5 separate regions of the Mus musculus genome follow, and all the other regions are linked to region 1. Evidence: chromatin contacts called from public HiChIP or PLAC-seq and promoter capture Hi-C data. All regions are on one chromosome and are shown on one strand. Each heading gives the region's core, a stretch centred on a gene start, on an enhancer-like site or on the middle of the called end of the contact. The rest is flanking DNA. Distances are from core to core; before and after follow the strand shown.

Region 1 (5,072 bases), core at 671-3,170:
CAGAGCCTGGATTGGGGTAGGTGCAGAGAAGCCTAAGAAGCTGAGAGCGCGCAGAACAGCCTTGGGCACAAACAGGTCCCTCCAGGCAGACACATCTGCCTTCTGGTCGTGCACCTCAGCCATCCATGTCTTCTTCGATTTTTTGGGCAATTTGGGGGAAGTGCTCTGAAAAGTATCCAATTTTTTTTTCCCTTTGTTTTTCTTCTTTCTTGGAGCAGCCTGGGCCAGGCTTTCTGATTTGGCTCCTCCGACCTTTTGATCAGAACAAGCAGTGACTTCTCCCTGAGCCTCTGGCTCGGACGCTTTGACTTCATACTCATTCTGGGCAGCAGCGCCTTCGGCAGCTCGTGCCGCATCTCTCTGCTTCTTCAACTTGATCTTTTTCTTTGGGGAGCTGGACTGTCCTTCCTCCTCTTCTTCCTCTTCTGAAACAGCCTGGGCCTTTCTCTTCTTTGTCTCCTCACTTGAGAACAAACGGGAGGGATTCTTGACTAAACGGTAATCTGTCAGCTCTTCAAAGCACACCAGGTCATCCATCTGTCCATCTGCAAACAGATTCGGGTCGATCGTCACTTGCTTCCATTTCCCCACAATCTTGATGCCCTTCCTCTGGAACGTGCCACGGCTTGCCAACTTTGGCTTTGAGTTTGTCTCCTTCACCTTCATGGTTGCTGAAAAGAAATGTTCTTCTGGGTTAGTGACTGTGGGGTACAGGCTCTAGGGCAACACACGCTTTCCTAAAACGTACTAGACCCTGCAAACAGCCAAGGACACAGAGATGGCTTAACTTACATAGAGGAGATGCTCAAATCCAGAAAATGAAACACACCCACAGAATAGGTAGTTTGGCTTGGAGCAGAGGGGACACAGGCAGTAAAGGACACATGAGCTATCTCTGGTTAGGATCCTAGCTCCAACACTTACTTTGTATGCAACCCCCACCCACCCACCTCCTCTCAGAATTTAGTGTTACAATCTTTCTAAATGAGAAGGGTGTGATAATATCTAATAATAACTAATTTTACACTGTACACAAAATAAGTATCAAAAGAGGCTTGATAAGCCATTTTGAACACGGAGTAAGAATCTGAGATACGGCGTGCTTTTTTCCCTGGTAGAACAAGACAAGTGCCATTTCCATCATCTTGGCCTTGGCCAGATAGGTTGAAACACGTCAAGTCCTAGGTTCCACCCCCCCTAGCACTGCGTAAAACCGTACATAGCCGGTATCCTGCCCTCAGGAATGGAGATGGAAGATCAGGAGCTCAAAGCCAGCCTTGGCTACACAAGACCCTGTCTTTAAAGTCTGAGTATGCACGACTCATCTGTGTGGAAGTGGCGCTACATGGGTCCTCTCTAAATGAAAAGGGACATTGTGGAGAGAGTAAGGCAAAACTCGATTCAAATCTGGATCCTGCTCGGTGTTTGCTGCACATCTCTGTGCCTCAGTCTCCTTATCTACAAATTGAGGATAATGAGATATTTATCGCACTGGGTCCTCATCTGAATACGAAATAGTGACGCACGTCAAAAACCGCTTAACATGGCGTCTGTGAGGATGGCATGGGACGCACGGCGACCCCCCGACCCCCGCCGCACCTCGGCCCCACCTTGACAAGGTGAAGGGAACGTCACTAGAAATAGGGCGCGGGGGAGTGACCTGTGCCTTCTGCCAGAGTCCCACGAGGGCTTCAAGGGAGGTTGCCGGGCCTTGATGCCCACAGCAAAGCATGAGCCACCGGCAACCAAGGTTGTGGGGACACCGGTGAGCCACGATGCTTCGAAGACACCGGGGAGCCCCTCCGCAGCCGGCCAGGGCCTGCTCCGCTCCGAACCCACAAAGAGCACTCACCGCCGCAGTCACCTCACACGCCGGGCCGTTTGCGCCAACCCGACCCGGAACTGCAGCAGCTTCAGTACTGCAGTTCCGGGGCGGAGCTCCGGGCACGCGTGCGCGCTAAGGAAGGAAGTTCCGCCTCTGTGCGGAAGCGTCTATCTGATTGGCACTCTCTCAGGACTTTGGCTGGAACTCGGAGGACTGAGCTGGGGGGCGGGCCCTGTGTGGCCTAGGTTACGCTTCCTGTTTATGGTTTAGGCAATGTTTCGGAGCTCCTTCCTGGACGCTAGGGAGCGCAAGCGCCCGGGTAATCGCTGTCTGGTTTGTGTGCAGTAGCTGTCCCACATGCATGAGTAACTGACTACCTGGAGCCTTAAAACATTTCCTTACCTAATTTATAAACCACCTAACCCTGGGTTGAAAGAGCCATGTTCTCCAGTTCGTAGTGCCTTTCCTACTGCACAGAGCTGGTCACGATACATTTGCCTGTTTAGTTTGATTGTTTTTTGATGTTTGTGCTGGAGATTTAAACTAGTCTTAGAGGCTGTATAGATGGCTCAGAGGTTAAGAGCACTGACTGCTCTTCCAGAGGTCCTGAGTTCAATTCCCAGCAACCACATGGTGGCTCACAACCATCTATAATAGGATCCAATGTATTCTTCTAGTGTGTCTGAAGACAGCTGCAATGTACTCATATAAATTAAAAAAATAAATAAACTAGTCTTCCATGCATATGGAAGCACGCTTCCCACTGAGCCATCTCCGAAGACCTGAAAATGTATTCTTTTATATCTTAACTTAGATCAGTTTTTTTTTTTCCGTGTCAGCATTATGAGATACACACCTAACACTGAATTAGATAACAGAGTGTTGTCATTGGCAAGGGACTTTCACCAAGACGCCAAAAGGATAGACAAGAGCAAAAAGAGATGCATGAAATTTTTATGAAAACAAAAATGCTTCCGCACACCACCCTGAATAGAGAGGGGAAAAAAGGCGGGCTGGAGAGTTGGCTCAGTGGTTACAAGCACAGACTGCTCTTCCGAGGGATCTGTGTTCAGTTCCCAGCACCCATATAGCAACTCACAACCATCCATAATTCCTGACCAGAGGATCTGATGCCCCCTTCTGGCCTCAGTGGGTGCTGCAAACACGTGGTGCACAGACATACACCTAAAAACGTAAAAGAGATATCTTGTTAAAAAGAATAAAGGAGGGGCTGGTGAGATGGCTCAGCAGGTAGCGCACTGACTGCTCATCCTAAGGTCCTGAGTTCAAATTCAAGCAGCCACATGGTGGCCCACAAACACTGGTAATGAGATCTGACGCCTGCTTCTGGCATGTCTGAAGACAGCCACAGTGTACTTATTTATAATAATAAACCTTTGGGAGGGAGCAAGCAAAGCAAGGGGAGTTGACCAGAGCAAGCAGGAGTCCTAAAAAAAATTCAATTCCTAACAACCACATGAAAGCTCACAAACAATTGTACAGCTAAGTGTACTCATATACATGAAATAAAATAAATCTTTTTTAAAAAAGAGTAAAGGAAATCCTACAAACTACACATCTGAATGTGGTTAATAAAGCAGGAAATACAGAATTCAGAAACTCAATTGTAAAAGGATATGCTTACAAAATGGGCAATAAACCAAAATAAGCATTTCTTAAAAGGTACAAGAAAAAAATGCTCAGGGAGCCACTAGTCAATTGGATAATGCAAACTAGAGCCACAGGTAGACATGGCCTCACTGCAGTGAGAATGTTACAGGGAACAAAGCCTGGCTCATTGTTGTGGGCTATAACTAAGTACAGCCATCATGGAAATTCCTGAAGAATGAAGAACTAGAATGACCATCTGCTCAGAAGGTATGTGAAGCAAGTGAAGTCTGTCAAGGAGACACCTGAATCAAACACTTCAAAAAAACCAAGCAATGGACAGATCCATCAGCCAATGAGTGGATACAGAAATTGTGGCACTCAAGCAGTGTAGAATACTATTTGGTCACAAAAAGAATGAAATCCTCTGCTAGAATATGTGGATACAACCATAGACCATGATGTTAGTCTAATAAGGTCAGGTAGAAAAATGATACTGTGTTAGTTAGGGTTCTCTAGCATCACAGAACTTATGGGTAGTCTCTATATAGTAAGGAAATTTGTTAGTGACTTACATAGTCCAACTCCCTAACAATGGTCAGCAGCAGCTATGAATGGAAATCCAAGGATCTAGCAGTTGCTTAGACCCACAAGGCAAGCAGGCAAAGAGAAAACCAGTCATCAACAGGTCTCCAACAGAAGGTGTGGCCCAGATTAAAGGTGTGTGCTACCATGCCTTTAATCCCAGATGACCTTGAACTCAGAGATCTCCCTGTCTTAAGATTCTGGAATTCATAGCCACTATGCCTCAAGATCTCCATGCCAAGATCCAGGACAGAAACTTGTATCTCCCAGTCTCCTTATTAGGATCACAGGTGAGTCTTCCAATTAATTCTGAATTGTAGTTCATTGTAGATAGAGTCAAGTTGACAACCAGGAATAGCCACTACATGGTACTGAACTTGTGTGAACCCTAGCATAGTACTGGACTCCTGTGGACCCTGATATAGTACTGGATTCGAGGGTACCCTAACATGGTACTGGACTCGTGTGGCCCCTGACAATGTTGATAACACACTGTACCGTGGTTACAGAGGTCAGGGACAGGAGAGGATGAGGACAGAAGGGGGCAGGTACTTAGTTGGAACCAGAAGTGAGAGGTTCCAGTATGGACTGCACCACAGGGTATCTACAGATAATAAAGAGTCACTCACTTTATTTTCAAAACATCACTAAAACAGAGTTTTTATATTTACCCTTAATAATGGTAAATGTTTCAGGTCCTAGGCATGAATGCCTAATAGGAACATAATACAGTCTGCATGAATATCACCACACCACGAGGGACACTGCAAATGTGTATAGTTGTGGTTTTTATGTATCCACTACAATAAGCTATTTTCATTTTTCGTGTGTATTCCTGTGGCATGTGTGTGCATGTGTGTATGTGTGGGTGCACATGTGTGCACATGAGTGGAGGCCTGAGGTTGACAAGTCTCTTCCATGATTGCTTTCCACTTCATTCTTTGAAGGAGGGTCTCTCAAATAAAGCTGGAGCTCTCTATTATAGGCTCCTATGGTTAATTATTTTTCTCTGAGATCGCCTGTCTCCCCTATCTGAAGGCTGGATTACAGGTGG
Region 2 (5,079 bases), core at 2,174-4,673, 790 kb after region 1:
GGGACATCTGCAACCACTCAATGTCAAACATGGGACATAAGCAGTGCATGAGGCAGGAGAGTACCTTCTTGTGCAGTTACCTTCTCCCTGGGAAAGCTTGACCAACACAACACAAAATTCCAGAAGCATGTAGGAAAAAAAAAAAAACAAGGAGACAGCAAGAGCAGAAGTGAGGCAGCTCCACATGAGCCAAGAGTTCAAGGGAATGAGCAACTGAGCTGTGCAAATGGACACAGAACTGGGCTCCTGGGAGCTGAAAGCAAGAGTCAAGGTCCTGAGGGAGGATATACTTGGGAAGTTACAGCAATGGGAAAGAAGAAACAGATGGTTCCAGAAGGTTGAGAGTAAGCAGATCATGCAATACAGAGTGAAGGATTCCTTCTGCATGATAGGGTTATGGCATGTGTGGAGAGCTTTTTGGGGCCCATTGGCAGGAATCTGACTTTGGGCCAGGACAAGAAAGTAAGCTCACACAGGAATCTAATTTTCGGCTAGAACAAAGAAGTAGGCTACAGGCAAGAATATGAGTTTGAGCTAGGATAGGGAAATAGGCTCAGATATCTTGGTCATCCTGATAAGCCCTTAGAAACAGTGATCACAGACAGACTTGATGTACTGCCTTGCTTGTTCCTTGACTATTTCTGTTTATTGTACTGCTTGACCTTATTGCTTACATGTAATTAATATGGAATAAGAGCAGATTGGGAAAAATAAACCCACCTGAGAGCCTCAGAAGTGGCTGGGGACATGCTAAAATGTTGTCTAATTTTCTTTTTTTCTTTTTAAACCTCACTCCTGCCCTGGAGTACCTATATACTGACTGAGCTGGCTTGGTCAGAACTGTCTCCGTGAGAGTGGAGGAATCACATGGATCTTTTTAAATGAGTACAGACTCAGGGAGTGGAGCCAAAGACAAGTTCAGGCTCCACTGTAGATTTTCTTGGGATGATTCAGAGGGAAAATAAAAGACTTGGTTAGTGCCCAGGGATGGGATGTGTCCTGTATATCAAAGCTGAGGAACCCACCAGACTTTGGTCCAATAGGCTCCAGGAGTCCAGAAAGACAGAGAAAGCAGGCTAAAGTGATCCAATGAGGAGACAGACACAGAGTATACAGCTACTAAATTAAATAGTAGGAGTGGACAGACATACAGACAGGGTATGAAGAGACATTAATTCATTTTTCTATCGCTATGATGAAACACCATGACCAATAAGCAAGTTGAGAAGGAAAGGGTTCTGACGCTTATACTTCTACAACAACATTCATCACTGAAGGAAATCGGGGAGGAAGCCAAGCAAGGCAGAATCCTGGAGGCAGGAGCCCGTGCAGGACCATGCAGAGCTGCTGCTTACTGCCTTGCTTCACATGGCTTCCTCTGCCTCCTTCCTTACAGACCCAGACTCATGAGTCCAGGGATGGCACCATGCACAATTGGCTGAGCACACTCCATCAATCAGTATGAAAATGCTCTGCAAACTGAGACACAGGTTCAAATGACAACTGAGATTCCTTCCTGTCAGATGACCACACTTTGTTTCAAGTTGACATGAATCTAGCCTGCACAGTGGAAAGGAAAGAGCTGGAATGACCAACTCTAAAATTTGATGTTGAATGTGGTGGATAACTGGAGCCAGCAGAATTCAGCAGAAACACCCAGGAGTCTCAAAAGTGACACTTAAGTTAGGGTGGATAGGACCGTGTGAAAAGTGCCCAGTGTTCTTTCCCTGGTTTCACAACCAAATGTAAGCAAAGAGGCAGTGAAGACATTAAACTAAAGTCTGTAGATAGGAAGAAGATCTTATTGGGAATAAAATTGGCAGGCCCTCTTACTCCCCCTCCCCCACCTTCCCCCCCTCCCCCTCTCCCTCCCCTCTCTCCCTCTACCTTCTCCCCTCTCCCTCTACCTTCTCCTCTCTCCCTCTACACTCTCCCCTCACCCCTTTCCCCTCTCCTCCACTCTCCCTTCTCCCTTCTGCTCTCCCTTTCTCCCTCCTCCTCTCCTCCCAGTCCCACCTCTCCCCCCACTCCTCCCTCCTCCCCCCACCCCCCCATTTCATGCCTGCAGGCACAGAGAAGAAGCAACATCTGAAAGAAGAAAAAAGATTTGATATGACAGCAGTATAGGGTGCTTTGAGATGATTCAGGCTGTCTGCATGGAATAGAAACTAGGTCCCTTGCCTGAAGTCGCTGATATTTATGGGAATATTAAGGTTCTTCCTGGCGAACAGGAATAAACCATAGACCATCTTCTTTCCTGGTGTGTGTAGAGCCAACTTGAGGCTTTCCTTAGGCATCAAGAATCCTCCCTGTTAGGACCTGCACTTCCATTTGGGGGACTGCAGCTATGAACCGAACACATGCTGCTGAGAACTCACCCTACTGTTGACACAAAATCCACAGCTATGATCCTAAAGAGAGTAAGGGATACTTCATTCTAAAGCCAGTTTGCATGACAATTGTCAGAGAACACAGATTTTCATCACTCAAATTCCTTGTTCCAATGAGGAATCATCTCTACAAAATCATTATAGCTTTACAAAAGAAAGAAAGTCACAAACCTGGGCAAGTTTAGGAGACATGGGCGGATACCTGAGAGAGGCAGCTGCATCAGCATCAGCATGGGGAAAGCTGCTCTCTAGACTCAAGGCATCATCTGCTGCCATGCTTAGCTCTTGGGGTGCAGCTAGCTGGTTGCTAAGTTAATAGATCCTATTGTCACAGATGGCAGTTCTGACACACAGGCAGGCAATGCATGGGTGTTCCATAGAGGTAGAACTTAGCACAAGATAAGGTGATAATGAGCCTCTGTCAGGACCTGCCATGCTCCAATCTCTCTAGAGAACTCAAATTCCCATTAGCCAGTCAGTCTCTGCAGACAAAGACTCTTTTCAGATTTCTTCCACTGTCAGACACAGGCAGCTGCCCTTCAGAAGTCAGTTAGCCAAGCAGTGCAAAGCACATCTCTGTTTATTATGTACCCATTCTAGCATGACAGGACACTTATATAGAAGCAGGCTAAAGCCTGTCAGCATTGCAGAATGTGTGCCTCCAGCATGGACATAGAATTGTTTTCTCTTACAAAGCCCAGGATAAGTGTTAGCTTTAACTCTCCTGGGGACTTGTGGTCTGTGCTTGTGCCCGGTCTTTTTGCCTTCATTACACATCCCTCTCCCACAGTCTCCTTTCAACATTAAAAAAGCAGAAACCACACCAGGACACCCTCTACCATGTTTATTTATAACAGTTAGGGGATTGCCCAGCAGGAAATGATTTTGCAAGCTAAAACCTATCAGTTCTATTTCCTAGAAATCACCCATTTCCCATCAGAACCCAGAGCACAGCTTGTATACATCACCATTTCCTAAGATGTGGGACCAGTCCTTGGTGGAAATAAATAGTTCAGCAAACAGTGGAGAGAACAGCAGACCAGGAAGGCAGCAGCCCTGCCCACCAGGAGCCAGCTACCACAGACACTGGCCTTTGCTCCAGCTCTGCAGGTAAGGCGTGATACTTTCTCTCTGGTGAACAGAAGGAGTCTTCACTGGGTTTGTGGTATTGTCTATGACCTAAGGTTTTGTTTTGGGGGGGGTGAGGATTTTTATCTGGGGCAGTAGATTGGACTCCAGGAACATTTCTGCAGTGCATGAAAATCTTCACTCTTATCTGGGTCTTTATGGCTATGGAAGCTGCAGGTGCCATGAGCGATGCTCCTGGAAAGCAAATGGAGCCTGCACCTTCTGACCCTCCACAGGTCCATACTGAGACCTTGCTAATTCAGGTGCTGATGTAGAAGCCAGGAGGGGACAGTATTGTTACAGAGTCCCTCAGCAGATTGAGAACCACTGCTATGCTCATATCAGACTGCAGAGGCCTTATGTTCAGGGACACCACTTCCCTTGGAAATTCCATGGAAAGGAAACCAGGGCCACACTCTCTCCTAGACAGGTATAATATAGTAAGAACCCGGAAATCCCACCTACTTGCCCAGTGATTGGTGTCTTTATTCATTAGAAGGTTTACAGCAGTCACCTGAGTCCTTCCAGAAGACCCCTCTTGGAAGAGAAGAATTAGCACTAAAATACAAACAGCACCAGGACCATCCACAACAGAACTGAGCTGTCAAAGCCATTGGCAAGATCTTAAAAACTAAAGAAGAGAAGGGAAGAACAAGCTCTAGGAAAATGAGAGTGGAGGAAAAGACAGCAGCTTCCAAACAATGAGCAGTAAGTGTCTGATATTTTCATTTTTCATTCTCAGCACTATAAACAGAGATGAACTAAAGGCCCTGGTTAGTTGATAATTCAGTGGTTTTTGTGGTTTCTTGATAAGACAGGTATAATATAGATAAGACAACTACTCAGCTGCTGACTCAATTCTACTGCTCCACCAACAGACTAGCCTGTGTTCTGTGGAGATAATCTTGAAATAAAGTACTATCCGATGCTTTTCCAAAGAAATGGTTGCCTCAGTTTGACAAACAGTAAAGGTGGCTGAAGACCCTGGCTCCTCTGCAGACATGTCAGTGCCCTGGGGACATGAGGCAAAGCTCCAACACCTTCCTCCCCTGCTCTCCTTTCTCCAACATCTCCCAGTCTCTTATCCCCTCCATCTTCTCTTAGCTCCTTCATCCTGTCCCCTCATCCTCCCATCATACAGCCCATCTACCTTCCACTTCCACATTCCTTCTTCTCCTGTCCCATTGTCCTCTCCGTTCCCCACTCCTCCCCCTCCCCATCCCACTCCTAAGGTATCTGCATTTCCTCTGATCTCTCCTACAGTCTGCAGAGGCTGAAAAGGGGCAGCTGTCTTCAGAAAGATCACAAACCATCACTTGTAGGGTTTCATGGTACCTGTGACTCCCAGGACAGGTGTGTATAGAGGAGATGGCCCTTTGGACATTTGTCACATCTACTCCCATGTTGAAGATATTATATATTACAGATATTATTGATAATTATGTAACATGGTCCTCTTGACAGATTGCCCACAGAAGTTTACCCATCTGCTTGCTACCACACAGACATCCAGAAAGCCAGAATAAAATATTGTCCAGGTTTGAGAGATTCAGGCTCCACT
Region 3 (5,020 bases), core at 1,965-4,464, 980 kb after region 1:
ATTTGGGGGTACACCTAAGTCAGGATTTGAAAAAACAATCCCTTCTCTTGAACTCCCATTCCTAGGAGATATAAACTGTTTACAGGGGCAAGTGGGGTTGCTGTTATACACTGTTGGGAAGATACAACAAAGGGGAAGGGAAAGGGGGGAAAGATACACAGCATGTGGATGGGGTCACAATTTTAATGTAGTTGAAAAACATGTTTTGCAGTTTATATAAGGTTTAAGAAACAGGAACTTAATCTTAATTACAAATAAAAACCTTAACATCCAAGGAATTAACACAAGATAAACAGGAACTTCTTTTCAACTGTTGTAAGTGCAAACAAAAACTGTTCATCCCACTATCAGACAATAAAACCATTACTACAAATTATAAGCCAATTGAAAGAATTAGTGATGGCATAAAGATTACATAGTGGACATGTGGGTGGGCTTTGGCCAGGTCCATATCTAGGTTCCCAGAAAATGGCTATGAGTCACACATTTTTGCAGCAGCTTAAAATGGCAAAGCCCAAAATTCACTGCATTTCCCATCAGAATGAATTAGGGGCAAGTGCACATCCTGACATCCTCCCTGCCTATGCACCTCCTACCTACCTCCAATGAGGGCAAGCATATGCCCTGACATGTTTCCCGCCCAAGTACCTCTTGCCCACGTGTGATCGAGCACATCCAGGGCAGGTGGGTCAAACAAACACGGGACAGAAAAACAGGACTTTGTTCTTAACTGTCTCAACTGCAAACAGAACCAGTAACCTGCAAGGTTGACTTTTCCTGTTTTGCTCTCATTTTAAATTACAAGGACTTAGCACGGGACAAAAATGATTTTATTCTACAACTACAAACAAAAACCTCAACCTGCACAGGACAAACAGAAATCCATCCCTAACTCTCTTACCTAAATACAGAAACTTTAACCTACAAAGAATATACAACAATATACAAGGTATCTTATTCCTCATTTAGTCTCAAACTAGTTGGCTCTCAGTCCTCTCCTACCTGAGAAGAGGGGTTCTTTTTTTTTTTTTTTTAGAAATACATCTTTCTTTTAAAGATTCATTTATTTTATGTATATGAGTACATTATCACTATTTTCAAACAAACCAGAACTGGGCATTGAATCCCAATACAGATGGTTAATAGCCACCATGTGGTTGCTGAGAATTGAACTCTGGACCTCTGGAAGAGGAGCCAGCATTCTTAGCCACTGAGCCTTCACTTCCAGCCCAAGAGGGGTTCTTGAATGCTGCTTCAAAGCAGCAGAGTGAGGGACAGCATGGTATAAGGTCATCTACATACAGGTTTAACCTGCTGGGGTGTGGGGGGGGGGGGCGGGGGCGGGTTGAGAGAAAGGAAGTCAGTGGCCAGAGCCTGGTTGAAGTAATGGGGACTAAATCAGATCCCCTAGGGCAGATAGTCCAAGTAAGATGAAGTGTTGTTACCTGGGTGTGAAGGAATGATAAAGTATCCTTAGTATACAGTAAAGAAAGAAGTAGAGGAAGAGAGTGAGAAAGTCTACTATGAGGGTTAGGCACCACTGCAAGGGATAGGAAGAATGCTATGCTGATGATGCTGAGGTCCTGAGCATGGGATAGGAAAGATGCTGTGCCAGTGATGCTGAGGTCCTGAGCATGGGATAGGAAGGATGTTGTGCCAGTGATGCTGAGGTCCTGAGCATGGGATAGGAATGATGCTGTGCTGATGATGCTGAGGTCCTGAGCATGGGATAGGAAGGATGTTGTGCCAGTGATGCTGAGGTCCTGAGCATGGGATAGGAATGATGCTGTGCTGATGATGCTGAGGTCCTGAGCATGGGATAGGAAGGATGTTGTGCCAGTGATGCTGAGGTCCTGAGCATGGGATAGGAAGGATGCTGTGCTGATGATGCTGAGGTCCTGAGCATGGGATAGGAAGGATGCTGTGCTGATGATGCTGAGGTCCTGAGCATGGAATAGGAAAGATGCTGTGCTGATGATGCTGAGGTCCTGAGCATGGAATAGGAAGGATGCTGTGCTGATGATGCTGAGGTCCTGAGCATGGGATAGGAAGGATGCTGTTCTGATGATGCTGAGGTCCTGAGCATTGCCAGTAAAAGACTTTGGGATGGGCAAGGCAAGGGTGATACAGGCTAAAAGAGTGCGCTTGAGAGCACCTTAATAAGCAGCTGCTGTATGAGAGGTTTTAAGCCTTGTACAAAGTGATACAGGGGTAAAGGTAGGGTCCTGAAGTAGGATCTTAATGGGGGTGCTGATGTGACCGCTCTAAAAGAGGAACAGTATCCTATGCTTTGGGGTCAATGAGGGAATGTGGAAGAGGATACATTAAAGCATTAGTAGGTGTCAGTAGACAAAGAGGCTCTTTAGAGTTTAGGAGAGGGAAAATACTAGAGGGAGCTGGATGAGCATAAAAAGTGTAAAAGAGGGGCTGGAGAGATGGCTCAGTGGTTAAACACACTCACTGCTCTTCCATGGGTCCTGAGTTCAATTCCCAGCAACCACATGGTGGCTCACAACCATCTGTAATGGGATCTGATGCCCTCTTCTGCTGTTTCTGAAAACAGCTGCAGTGTACTCATATAAATAAAATAAATCTTTTTATAAAGAAGGAGGAGGAAGAGGAGAAAGAGGAGGAGGAGGAGGAGAAGTGTGAAAGGAAAAGTGTGATTTGGCCATGATATTCCTACCCGACAGAAAGGTTGGGAAATGTGGCATAAAGAGGCAAAGACAAGTCTCTATTTAGGATATGGCCATTCCTGACAGGACAGATATAGATGTAGACAGCTTCTGTCAGCATCAAGCATGTGTTTATTAATATGTAAGTTTCCCTAGAGAAACTGGAAGGACAGACAGAGTTGCTCTGTTCTTTCCTAAATGATTTAGACAGTCCAAAACAAATGTTAGCTGCAGCCTTCCAGGAGACAAGGAGGGCTGTGCACTTTCCTTTTGCTTCTGACTTCTCCCCCTTTCCACATCGACTCTGAAGCATTTCATAAACAGAAGACTTGTCCAGTACAGCAGTGGGCTTGTGTAGAACAGAGGTGGGGCTTTTCCCATCAGGAAGGAGTTCTGATAGAGGCTACAAATCCATGTTACCAGAAATCATCCAGTCTGTTCATTTCCAGTCTGAGCACAGAGCACAGCTTGTCCATGCCAGCATTTCCTAAGAGGAGGGAGGAGCCCTTGATGGGAATAAATAGGCTTTAATGTGCACTGGGGACAACATGCCAGGCAAGCGGCAACCCTGAACATCGGGAGTCAGCTATCACAGAGGCTGGCAGCTGGCTGGTTTCAGCTCTGTAGGTAAAGCCCAGGATTCCTTGACTCCAGGGACAGAGAAGGAACCTTCCCAGGACTGTGCGGTACTGGCTACTGCCTGCAACCTGTGTTTGTGGGGGTGGGGCAAGGGCTTTGGCTGAGATACTGGCTTACAATCAGGGAACCTTTCTTGGGTTCATAAAATCTTCTCTCCGGTCAGTTTCTCTTCCCTGTGGAAGATACAGATGCTGTGGTCTCTGCTCGTGGAGAGTAAATGGAGCCTGCTTCTCTGACTCCAAGGGGGGGGGGAGGTTTAGAGACATGTCTAGCTTGCATGCTGCAGTCATAGCTAGGGTGAGACCGGACTGTTGCAGAGTCACTGTTGGGGAGGTGGCAGCTCTGCCTTGCTCACATCACAGAAGAGATGCCTGGGGGGTTGGGACTCCACTTCCCTCTTAGATACCAGATCCCCTAGGCAAGCAGAGGGGCTTCCCCCTCAACTAGGGAAGCAAAGATGGCTCAGTCACTGAGCCACGTCTCCTGCTGTATGAACCGAGCAGCCTCTTTTCTCTGGAAATATTTTTGGTGCAAAATATTGTTTAGTGCTTTTCCAAAGAAATGGTTGCATCGGACTGAAAATAAAATCAGCCAAGTTGCTTAAGTCCCTGGCTCATCTGCAGACACGTCACAGCCATTTATTTGCACAAGTGGCTAGCACCAACACTCCTCTGGGCCTTCCAATTCTCTCCTCTCCTCTCCATCTTCCCTCGGCTCCATCCTCCTTTCCCTGACCCCCCTCCTTCTACCTCCATGTTCCTCTTTCTTCTACTTTTCACTCCTTTCTTTCTCCAAACTCCTGCTTTCCCCCTTCTCTTCTTCCTCTATCCCTGTTCATTTACCATCCACCTTCACCTTTGGACACCTGTACAAATGGCCAGAGACTAAAGGTAAGATTGCAGGCGTTCAACTATAGTCCATTAGGATGCCTGTGGTCCCCACTCCAGGTGGATATAGAGGAGATGGACCCCTAGACATTCCAGACAACCACTTCCAATGCCCACAACAAGCCAGCCACTTACCAATAATGTAACCTGGACCCCTCACCAAGCTACACAGAAAGGTCCACCTATTTGCTTTTACCACACAGCCATCCTGACAGCCAACATGAGATCTGGTCCAGGTGTCAGAGACTGATACCGCTCATTCTTCTTCTCACCAGGAAGCCTTCCAAGCCTGAGGTACAAACAACCATGTGGTTCCCAGGCAGGGCAGATAGAACCTTCCCATACTGACCCCACTAATGGCCTGTTCTCAGAAGTTTCAAGGCTTTGGCTCTGCACCGGGTGTCTCCAGTGCTTCTTCTCAATTGACATCCACACTCCCAGAAACATGCTCTGGATTCAGGCCACGGTTTTGAGATTTGGTAGACTTGTCACCAAAAGGCAAAGATAGACCCTGTGCTCATTTCTGCTTCAAGGCTGCTGAGGTCTGCCTACCAGGAATGACAGGCGGGAACTTTGAGGAAGGGAACTATTGCAAAGGAAGAGGAATCCCTGCCTTCTAATGGGTCCGTTGCCATGAGAGAAAGAGAGAAGACCCTGGGGAGACAGGGCTTACACCCCTCCCCAGCTCCTATTTGGCCTGCTCTTTGAACCCTGGCATAGCCCTTTAACTCTCTTGAGTATTTGATTCTCTGTTAGGAAAACTGGCTTCTGCAGCAGCACTTCCTCCGTGATAGTAGGGAACACATGGTGTCATCCGAG
Region 4 (4,794 bases), core at 1,815-4,314, 550 kb before region 1:
TGGCAACTCACAACATTCTGTAACTGGAAGACCTGACACCCTCACACAGACATACATGTAGGCAAAACTCCAATGCACAAAAAGTAAAAATAAATAAATTACACACATGCACACAATTTAAAAACTAATTCAGCAGATAGCAATGGAAATGACTGTACACCAGTGTAAACAGGTACAGAACTGTACAATTTTCAACAGTTAAGATAGTAAATTGAATTACTTATATTTACCTCAGTAAGTGTCCAGACAGACACACATGTACCTGCTAGGTAATCCTTCTTACTGACTTTCCCTTACCTAGCTCAGAGGTAGAACATCCCTGGATTTGATTTTCAGCACTACAAAAAAATATTTTGAGATAAACTTTGTTGTGTGTGTGTGGCTGCACAAATTTGTAATCTTAGCATCTGGGGAGAAGAGGAACGATCCTAGTGTAAGATACCATCTCTGAGTCAGGTAATAAAATGACTAGCTACTGTCTTCTTAGCTCATTTTATTCTTGCTTTATTTTAACTCAACCTGTGGATGACAGCTTATAATAAGCACCTTCAAAGGTTTGTTATAACTTGCATAAAAGACAAATCCAAATTTCAATTTAGCATTCAAATCCTTCTACAGAGTCAGCCTTCTGGCTACCTAATGTCCCTCATGTAAAATATTCTCCTGAGAGGAGAAACTCTTGCTCCCTTTGTCTCCCTCTATCCCCTTTCCCTAGCACTAAACTCCAATTTATACACTTGCTTTTTTTTCAACCCCACCCCCTCACCCAGGTCACAAAGTAACTGCTCCAATCTCTCTGTAAATATAAACACTCATTGGCCAGTTGACATTCCAAGTGTCCCAGGAAGTTATTTAAACTCCCAAGGCCCGGTTATAACTCCCTCTACCCTGAACTCCCACAGCATTCTCTATATTAGTAGAACTCACTACATTGGCTTCTAGACTCATGTGAGTGCATCTTTTTCCAATAAGAACCTTGAGGCAAAGTCTACTATATATTACATTTCTTGACTCCTACCCCTTAGGTCTGGAATAATGAAAACACAGAGCAGACCTTCAATAAGTGTACATAACCTGAGTACTGTGAGTAAAATATGAAAACATAATCACTTGATTCTATCATATTTCTGAAAGTTGACCTGTGACACATTATATACAAAATTCTGAAGCCCAAATAAAGGAGAGAAGGGGACTAGGCAGCATAACCTGGAAAAGCAATGTTTTAAATCTTAAGGTTAGAGCCAGATACAAAGAACTTGAGACGCTAATCTTAATCATGTTGGGACAGAGAACACTAATAGGAGTTAGGTTTTACAGAACTACAGAAAGAACGAACCCACGCAAGAATGAGCCAGGCTATAATTTGATGAAAATATAGTTATGGACCTAAGAAAACTTCAAGTGAAATGTTACTAAATTTTATTAAATATGGTGTTGGGTGGGCTGGCCTCTTTAGCAGCTATTTTGAGGTAGCTGCGAGGGTCACAGAGAGATACTCGTTTCTGTGTTCAACTTTACTGTGCAACGGCCTAGGGATTGAGCTGAGCAGCGGTGGTGAAAGCTACCCACAAACAGTAGTGCTGGAGTGGAGTGAAAAGAGCTCTTCCTCACCTGCAGAAGCCGAGATCCTAGTTTAGGTCTCACCCCTCCCCAGCTACATGACCCACAGAATCGCACCTTTCCGCGTCCAATTCCCCCACTTTAGAACACGCCCAATCTCTAAAGGTGTTCCTGACTCCAAAATTCCAAGACCAGTCGAATCACAGCTGCTATGAAGAATGTACGGTTCATATAACTTCAAGTCTTTCTTCCAGACTTACAAAGAAGACAATGTGAGTAATGGGTGAGCCATAGACGCTACGCAGAGACAAAAGATAACGTCTGCTGGAAAAGCTAATTTATCTGCAAAAAACGCTTCTTCCTTGCTCCGTCACTGTAAGAAGCTTGAGCCGAGGGGCCAGTGCCCTGGGCCAGAGAACCGAGACTGCTCTGCAAATTCGGCCTACTCCAGAGTACTTATTATGTGTGCTGGTATGGGAGAGGCGCTGTGGTGGTTCAAAGCGGATACAACACTCCTCGGAGTTTCTCCGAAGACGGCGAGAAAGTTCTCACCCTGGAGTGTGAGCGAGAGCGAGAGTGTGAGTGCGTGGAAGGGAGAAACAGCAGAGCAGGAGGGAAGGTAGGCACGCCTTTCGCCAAGTCCTCCCGGGAGCTAAGCTAGCTTAGCCTCCGCGGCTCCAGCCGAAGCTCCGCTCCGTATTGTCTCCCCCACCTACCTGTCAAAGCTCAACGCCAGTCTCGGTCCTCCCAGAGCACTCACTCCGGGACGCTTTCACTTCGCCCGCGGGGAGTGGTCCTCCCCAGGCCTGCTCCCCCCTCCCCCCCAAGCTCCGGCCCTCCCCAGCGGCCTCACGCCCACCCCGCAGCCCGTAAACAGGAGTCCGCGCCGGGTGTGGGTTCCCGAGCGCAGGGTGCGGCGGGTCCCGCCCCTCGCAGCCCGGCGCTAGGGGCTCGTCCCGGCGGCCACCCGGGCGGGGGTGGGGGAGCCGCGCGCCCTCCGGCCCTGAGCGCCGCGCCTCGGTCACGGCCCGCTCGGCGGCGCGCTGTCCGGCCCGCCCCTCAGGGCGCGGGGACCGGGAGGCCCCCGTCCCGCGCCGCCGCCGGCGCGCTGGGCCCTAGACGGCCGAGCTGGCCAGCGCCTCGGCAACCCCGCGGCGTCCGGGCCTCGGCCGAGGCGCCACCACGCCCAACCACCGCCCCTGCCGGCAGCCGGACGTCCCGGGCCGCGCGGGGCCGGCGAGACGGCTCCTCAAGCCTCGGACACCGAGGGACACTCACCTCGGAGGCTCCTCCCGCCGCGACTGCTGCTGGGACCGCTGCCGTCGCCTCCGCCGCCGCCGCCCCCAGCGCCGTCGTCCGCACTGGCGCCAGCCCCCGCGGCCATTCTCCTCCAGCCGCCGCCGCCGCCCTCCCCTCTCCTGTCAGTGGCTTAGGCTCCGGGACCACTCCAGGTTCCCCCCGTCGCCATTTTGACTCCGACAGGGAGCAGGAGGGGCTCGCCTCGCGCGGCCCTGGCGCGCCTGCGCCGCTCTGCGGAGCCGGACGGCCCCGCCCGCCCCCGCTGTCGGCTCGCCCACGTCACGTGACCCGACGTCGGCGCGCCGGCTTGGGGAGGAGGGGCAGGCTAGGGAGGCGCGTTCCCAGGGGCTCAGGCCAAGAGGCGAGTGCGCGCGCATTCTTCTGGCTCTGCCTGCCCGAGGGAGGTGCGAAGGGGCGCGGGGTACTTGTTGCAGCATCCTGCACAGCTCCGGGAATTGTAGCTTGTTATTCTTTGTATCTAAATGGAATAATCATCGCTATGCAGGGGAAGGCCAGTTCCACTGTTTCGTTTCCTCTGGGCAGCCGCCACCCACCGGGTGTTGGCATAAAATGCTTGCCTCAAAAAGAACTGCGATCCGGAGGAAAATTCCTTCCTGGCCGACTTTGCGTTTCTGTGGCTTCTTTTTTGTTAAGAATTTCTAAAACTATTTTGTCTTCTTGGTACTTTTATATGTAGTACTTTGCTAGTTACCTAGTATTTGAGAAAAAAAAGATACTGAAAAGTTTCAGTAACAAAGAACTAGGCTGATGGAATTCACAGTGCCCCCCATGGGAGAGCCAGATCTCTTCCATAAACAGCCCTTGTTTGTGATTTTGCCATAATTACAGCGAGGCAGTAACAAAAACGGCTTACATTTATGGAGTGCCCTACAGTTTTCAAAACACAGTTAAATACATGGTTTCTGTCTGGATGCCAAAACTGCCCTTTGAGGTAGCTGGGACCCGCGTTATTATCACTGTTTTACAGCTAGGGAAGCGGGCAAGCCAAGCCAAGAATCCAGGCAGTGTCCTTCAGGAATTTGCGTTTTCCGTCTTTCCCTAGTCTTTCCTGTTACATTTCTTTTTTTGATAGTGTTAGATTAATTTTTTATGTGTATGAATGTTTTGCCTGAATGTATGTGCGCCACATGGGTGCCCACAGATCCCCTGAACTAGAGTCACAGATGGTGGTATAGTCACCATGTGGGTGCTGGGAATCGAGCCCAGGCCCTCTGCAAAAGCAACAGGTGCTTTAAATCACTGTTCCATGTTTTGGGCCTCTTTATGGTCATTTTAAAAAGGACTTCTGAATAAAAAGCTCCTGTCCTTAGTTCCTCAATAAATTAACTCGATTTAACCTAATCAATTAAAGATTTAACCAGCCCTTAACACTTATTTACTTTCTCAATGGATTGGGGTATGGGAGGGGAAAAGTATTTGTATTGAGACCCATATGTAGCCTAGGCTAAACTTTGGCTTGCTGAAATTGACCTTGAACTGTTCCTAGTTCCACCTAAAGCACTGGGATTACAAGGGTGTGTATCATCAGGCCCATCAATCCACTTTGCTTGATGACCGACTTCGTTCAGTTGACTGTGTGCAACATTGCTGATATATGGGTCATGATAGTCAAGTTAGAGCTTGTGGAACTTGGTCCAATAAATGTACCCTTTTCCACTTCTCTGGGAGATGGATTTGAAATTTGCTTTTGAGGTTCCATGCCCTTGGCTCTCTATGAATAAAAACTGTGTTTTGCAAGTCTGTTTTTTTTCTTCTTCTTCTTTTTTCCTGGTTGGTGGTATGTTGTATACAGGTTTAGATAAGTTTCAAAGGATAGAAGCAATGAAATTTTGTCATGGGTTTGGCTTCTGTAGGTTTTTTTTTTTTTTTCCTGTTTTGTGGTAAAAAGGGTTCCAGCCCCTTCTTTTTCTTTTC
Region 5 (4,692 bases), core at 1,970-4,469, 960 kb before region 1:
GGATTAAAGGCATGTGCCACCACCACCTCTAGAAATCAAATTTTGGACTATGTCTTTCTGCCCTTCAGTGTTCACATACATTATCCCACTGCTGTAGCCCACCATGTCTGATCAGAAGTCAGCACTCATCTTTCCTCTCCCCTAGGCAATGAGTCACTTTCACTTTTAATATTTTCTTTTTTACAATTAATTGGTTTTTATGTGTATGAGTACTTTGCCAATATGCATGTCCCTACAACACAACCCATGTGTTCCTGGTGCCTTAGATGCCAGAAGAAGGCATCAGATCCCCTAAGCCTGTAGTTACTGTTATGAGCTGTCATGTAGGTGCTGGGAATTGAACCTGCACCCTTTGGAAGAATAACCAGTGCTCTTAACCACTAAGCAATTTCTCCAGCCTCACCTTTATAATTTTTTTCTCCATCTTTCATGTACACAAGTGGAATTCTGTATTTATTTTCTTCAGAGATGACTGGGTTTCTTGGATATACATATTAATGTTTTCATCAAACTTGGGGAGTTTGGGACTATTATTTTCTGTGATATTTTCCTCTCCATCACTCTCTCCTTTTAGATGGGGACATCTTTATTAACTTCTCTGTCCCTTGCTGTGATCAAATAGCTGACAAGAAGCAACTCAAGGGAAGAGTTTATTTTGCTCAACGTTTCATGACCTGTATCCATTTGAGGGGTTCTGTTGCTGTGGTAAACACCACAACCAAAGGCAACTTGGGAGGAAAGTGTTTGTTTCAGCTGACAGGTTACAGTCTCGTGTATCCCAGGCTGGCCTTGAACTTGTCACGTAGCTGAACATGTCTATGATTTCTTATCCTTTGTCCTCAATCTCCCAAGTGGTAGGATTATAGGCATACACCATCAGGCCCAAATTATGCAGTGTTTGTGATCAAACTCAGTGCTTCATACCTATAACTCAAGCACACTATCATCTGAGCTACAGCCCCAGTCCTCAAAATACTTTTTGGCAGCCTGTCCACGGCCAATATTTTCATTGAGGAAGATTTGATTCTGTCTCAACTTCTTACAGCAAGAGAAAAATAACTTGTTTGCATTTACACCTTACTGCATTTTGTGCTTTATCTGTAAAATAGGGTGATGTATTAGGTTTCATTAGTTAGGCTGTGGAAAAGCCAGTCTTAAATCTCACTAGCCCGTAACTGCAAAGAACTATTTCTAACTGACCACATGTTAGATGTGGACTATTTACTGCTTCATTTTCTTCCTTTCAGGACTCAGTCTAGCAGAATAACCCTAGCTTGGAGCTGCTCTCTCTCAAGAAGAAAAAGAACTGGAGGAAACACACCATTGCCTAACTCTGAACGTTTAGGCTTGTATATAGTTAGGCCTGTCTACATTCCAGCAGTGAATGGTAGATCATATGATCAAACTGTCATCAGTGGAGCTGGAAAGGATATCTCCATCTTGGGATGTAGGACAGTCACCTAGCAACCACTGATGATAAATAGCCCTTAACAGGAAGAACAGCTTAGTTAGAATTAGTTGAGAACTGCAATGCCAGTTACCACACAATAAGAGCAAGACACTCCTTACGGCATTGTGAGAATGGAGCCGCTCAAGGATCCTGAAACTGTTCTCCACTTAAGAAGGGCTCTAAGATCACAGCAACAGTGATTTTCGGCTTCTGCTGGGAGTTAGTCTCACTACTGAGTTGGATTAAACCTGACTTAATAGGAAGAAAATGGCTTGTAGTTATTCCCCATATTCAATGCAGAGACAATAAAAATTTGAGTCTAGGGGCACAGACTTTGGAGTGAGATGGACACCTCCCTTTTAAGGACAGATAATATTGGAACCAGATTATTTAACATCTCTGAGTCTTAGTTTCCTCAATGCCCAAACGCACTTACTTGAGAATTTACCATAGGCTTTTCAGTTGGCGAAATTAGCCTGGTCCTGTTTACCCAGTAGATGTAGCCTTCAGTGAATTATTGAACACAGATTTTCTTTTTAAAAACCCATTTCAAAAAGTCTGTGAGCTGTATGCAAAATATAACTATAGCACTATTGAATAATAGTCTCAGTTCAAGTTATCTTTTCTACAAGGAACCCTCACAAACTGACTTATTTTCCTACCTCGGGATACTTCTCCCTGTTTCTCTTGGTTTACAAAAGGCTCTGAACTATTGTTGATTCATTAGTTTAGGCAAAATCCATCTCTGTCACTTGAAAGCAGGTTCTTTTTAAAAAATTGTATTCTTTTATTTTTTTTCTTATACTATTTTATGTATTTACATTCCAAATGTTGCCCCCCTTACTGGTCCCCCCTTCCCGAGTTCTTCACCCCATCCCTTTAAATTGTATTCTTTTTTTCTTTTAAAGATTTATTTCATTTATATGAGTACACTGTAGCTGCCCTCAGGCACACCAGGAGAGGGCACCAGATCCCATCCCATTACAGTTGGTTGTGAGCCATTGACCTCAGGACCTCTGGAAGAGCAAGCAGCCAGTGCTCTTAACCACTGAGCCACCTCTCCAGCCCTTGTATTTTTTTTTTAATTGGATATTTTTTTTGTTTACATTTCAAATGTTATCCCCTTTCCCAGTTTTTTTAAAATTAGGTATTTTTCTCATTTACATTTCCAATGCTATCCCAAAAAGTCCCCCATACCCTCCCACCCACTCCCACTTTTTGGCCCTGGCGTTCCCTTGTACTGGGCATATAAAGTTTGCAAGTCCAATGGGCCTCTCTTTCCAGTGATGGCCGACTAGGCCATCTTTTGATACATATGCAGCTAGAGTCAAGAGCTCCGGGGTACTGTTAGTTCATAATGTTGTTCCACAGCCCTTGTATTTTTAATTTGTGTGTGTGTGTGTGTGTGTGTGTGTGTGTGTGTGTGCTTTGTGAATGAACTCAGAACTCAGAACTCAGGCCGTTAGTCCTGGCTATTTATCTATGTACTCTATTTACTGAACCATCCCACAGGCCCAGGGATTAGACAGTTCCAGTCTCTGCCTCGAAATCCTCACGTGTAAAACTTTTGAAAGGGAGGAGGAGCTCAGAGGCCTGGGCCGGCTCATGCCCCGCCCAGTTTGGCTTGGGCCCGCCCCTGTGGTGCTCGGGACCCTGCCCCCCGTTGTGGGCGTGCTCCGCAATGTTGTGGAGGCCGCGTGCCGGCGGCGTTACGTCACACGCACGCTGGCGCGGCACCCGGTTCGGCGGCAGACGGAAGGGGGCGTGGCCTGGCGCTAGGGCCCCGCGGCCGCCGGCGCCGCCGCCTGAGTGACCTGCTAGGCGGCCGGCGGCGCTCAGCTTCCGGCCACTCAGGCAGCTCGTTGGCCACTCTGTTTTGAGGTCCTCGCCGCCCTTCCACGTCTCCCGGAAGAGCTAGCCGGCAGGTCCGGGAGCAGCGGGCTGCTGTGGCGGCCCGGGCGGGCGACGAGGCCGCGGTGCTGCCGCTCGGCGTCCTCAGGTGAGGCGCGACCAGGCCGCGGGCGGGACGGCTTGGCCTGCGGGACCCGGTCTCCGCCTTTCCCGAGCGCTGTCGTGCTCGTCTTCGCTCAGGGACAAGGAAGGGGATGCCAGAGCCCCGTAGCCTCCGGATACCGAGGCTGACCCGCCCTCCACCCCGACTCTGCTCTGGGGACCCAGTACGATGTGTTCTCGCCTCTCGGGGACCCGTGGTCACACCGCCGGGCCTGACCCCTGACCCCCGCCTCTGTGTGACATCTGACCTTCCCGGTGGCTTTGCACCACGGGAAGTCCCCTCTTGGAGTCTGTCACTGAGATAAGAGCTCAGGTTTAGTGTCTACGATCCACGTGAAAGATATGTTTTAAAGCCCCGTTAACTTTCAGATGGGAGGCAAGACATTAATTGTCTTCAGGCTTTTTTTTATTAGGAGAGCTACTTTTCTCTCGCTCATCACTAATTTTTACATCGAGCTTGTGTAACGTTTTATAAGTCAGAAGGCATGTTACATTCCTTTTTCATTTGGTTTCTCATAAATTGAAATACACACTTAAATGGGTTTCCTAAAGAGTGTGTTGAAACAGTTAACTTCCGACGAGGTTAGAGCGGAGAGGTTAAAAGGTGGGTTTACCTCTAGGTTGACCTAGATTCCAGTGTCTGAGGTGCCATCGAAGTTCCAGGATCTTTCTAAGCCATATCCATCTTTATTTGTTTCTAAAGGACTTTACAGTTTGCCATATAATGTAGCTGAGCATTATGTTACTATATTATTTTTATTATTTTATTTTTATATTATATTATTTTTAGTGATAGTGTTTGCACAACACTTGACATATAAGGATGAATTACTTCAGTAGTGTTTCTAGGAGTGCCTGTGTGTGGGCTAGAATTGGAATTTATCATTGAGCAAACCAGGCATTGTGTGTATCCACCCACTCCCCCTTCCCCAGCAGGGAGAGACATGTTTTAAAACAACAGTTGCAACAACCTGAAGCAGTGTAAGGCAAAAGAAGGGCATGCACACAGAATAAAAAGACCTAGCATAGAAGGGAAGGAAAGACAACTCTGATGCCAATTTAGTGAAGAAAGCCCAAGATCTAATAGTTCCAAGCCAAAGGGACACTGACCACATTCAACCAACACTGTTGACTTTGTAGTTTACTTCATTCTACAGCTTAAAGGTTAATTTTACTTCGTGGCCTTGACTTTGGCACCTGGAAGTTTTTTCCATGTGTTGGTTAAATAG

The links. Promoter capture Hi-C pulls out the DNA fragments that hold promoters and counts their contacts. HiChIP or PLAC-seq counts read pairs in DNA pulled down with a chosen protein or histone mark.
Region 2: a contact with region 1 is called in an H3K4me3 HiChIP or PLAC-seq map of bone marrow-derived macrophages, with 4 times the contacts expected there. The contact joins the promoter of Serpina3f here to the promoter of Ddx24 in region 1.
Region 3: a promoter capture Hi-C map of hippocampal neurons shows a contact between it and region 1, with 2.7 times the contacts expected there. The contact joins the promoter of Serpina3n here to the promoter of Ddx24 in region 1. A contact is called at or near these places in 6 of 39 promoter capture datasets (the 3T3-L1 cell line, 3T3-L1-derived adipocytes, embryonic stem cells and 3 more), 1 of 484 Hi-C or Micro-C datasets (cortical neurons) and 3 of 115 datasets of contacts at active chromatin or transcription factors (embryonic stem cells, forebrain and neural tube).
Region 4: an H3K4me3 HiChIP or PLAC-seq map of bone marrow-derived macrophages shows a contact between it and region 1, with 5 times the contacts expected there. The contact joins the promoter of Btbd7 here to the promoter of Ddx24 in region 1. A contact is called at or near these places in 4 of 39 promoter capture datasets (the C10 cell line, embryonic stem cells and pre-B cells), 3 of 484 Hi-C or Micro-C datasets (CD4 T cells and the G1E-ER4 cell line), 2 of 115 datasets of contacts at active chromatin or transcription factors (bone marrow-derived macrophages and memory CD8 T cells) and 2 of 9 other capture datasets (adipose tissue and macrophages).
Region 5: a promoter capture Hi-C map of pre-B cells shows a contact between it and region 1, with 2.8 times the contacts expected there. The contact joins the promoter of Golga5 here to the promoter of Ddx24 in region 1. A contact is called at or near these places in 3 of 39 promoter capture datasets (liver and pre-B cells) and 1 of 115 datasets of contacts at active chromatin or transcription factors (astrocytes).

Annotation. Positions count from the first base shown.
Region 1 is chr12:103,423,927-103,428,998 of GRCm38.p6, forward strand. Ddx24 (DEAD box helicase 24) reads right to left here and starts at 1,921. Exons shown (of 9, transcript NM_020494.4): 1 at 1,853-1,921; 2 at 1-671. The coding sequence starts at 666.
Region 2 is chr12:104,211,121-104,216,199 of GRCm38.p6, forward strand. It overlaps Serpina3f (serine (or cysteine) peptidase inhibitor, clade A, member 3F), which reads left to right and starts at 3,424. Exons shown (of 6, transcript NM_001168294.1): 1 at 3,424-3,500; 2 at 4,015-4,226.
Region 3 is chr12:104,403,494-104,408,513 of GRCm38.p6, forward strand. It overlaps Serpina3n (serine (or cysteine) peptidase inhibitor, clade A, member 3N), which reads left to right and starts at 3,215. Exons shown (of 5, transcript NM_009252.2): 1 at 3,215-3,302. Gm40561 (a long non-coding RNA gene) reads right to left here and starts at 675. Exons shown (of 3, transcript XR_872953.1): 1 at 601-675.
Region 4 is chr12:102,875,378-102,880,171 of GRCm38.p6, forward strand. Btbd7 (BTB (POZ) domain containing 7) reads right to left here and starts at 3,065. Exons shown (of 11, transcript NM_001377026.1): 1 at 2,839-3,065.
Region 5 is chr12:102,465,915-102,470,606 of GRCm38.p6, forward strand. It overlaps Golga5 (golgi autoantigen, golgin subfamily a, 5), which reads left to right and starts at 3,220. Exons shown (of 13, transcript NM_001199004.1): 1 at 3,220-3,449. Gm30198 (a long non-coding RNA gene) reads left to right here. Exons shown (of 3, transcript XR_381856.1): 3 at 1,248-1,962.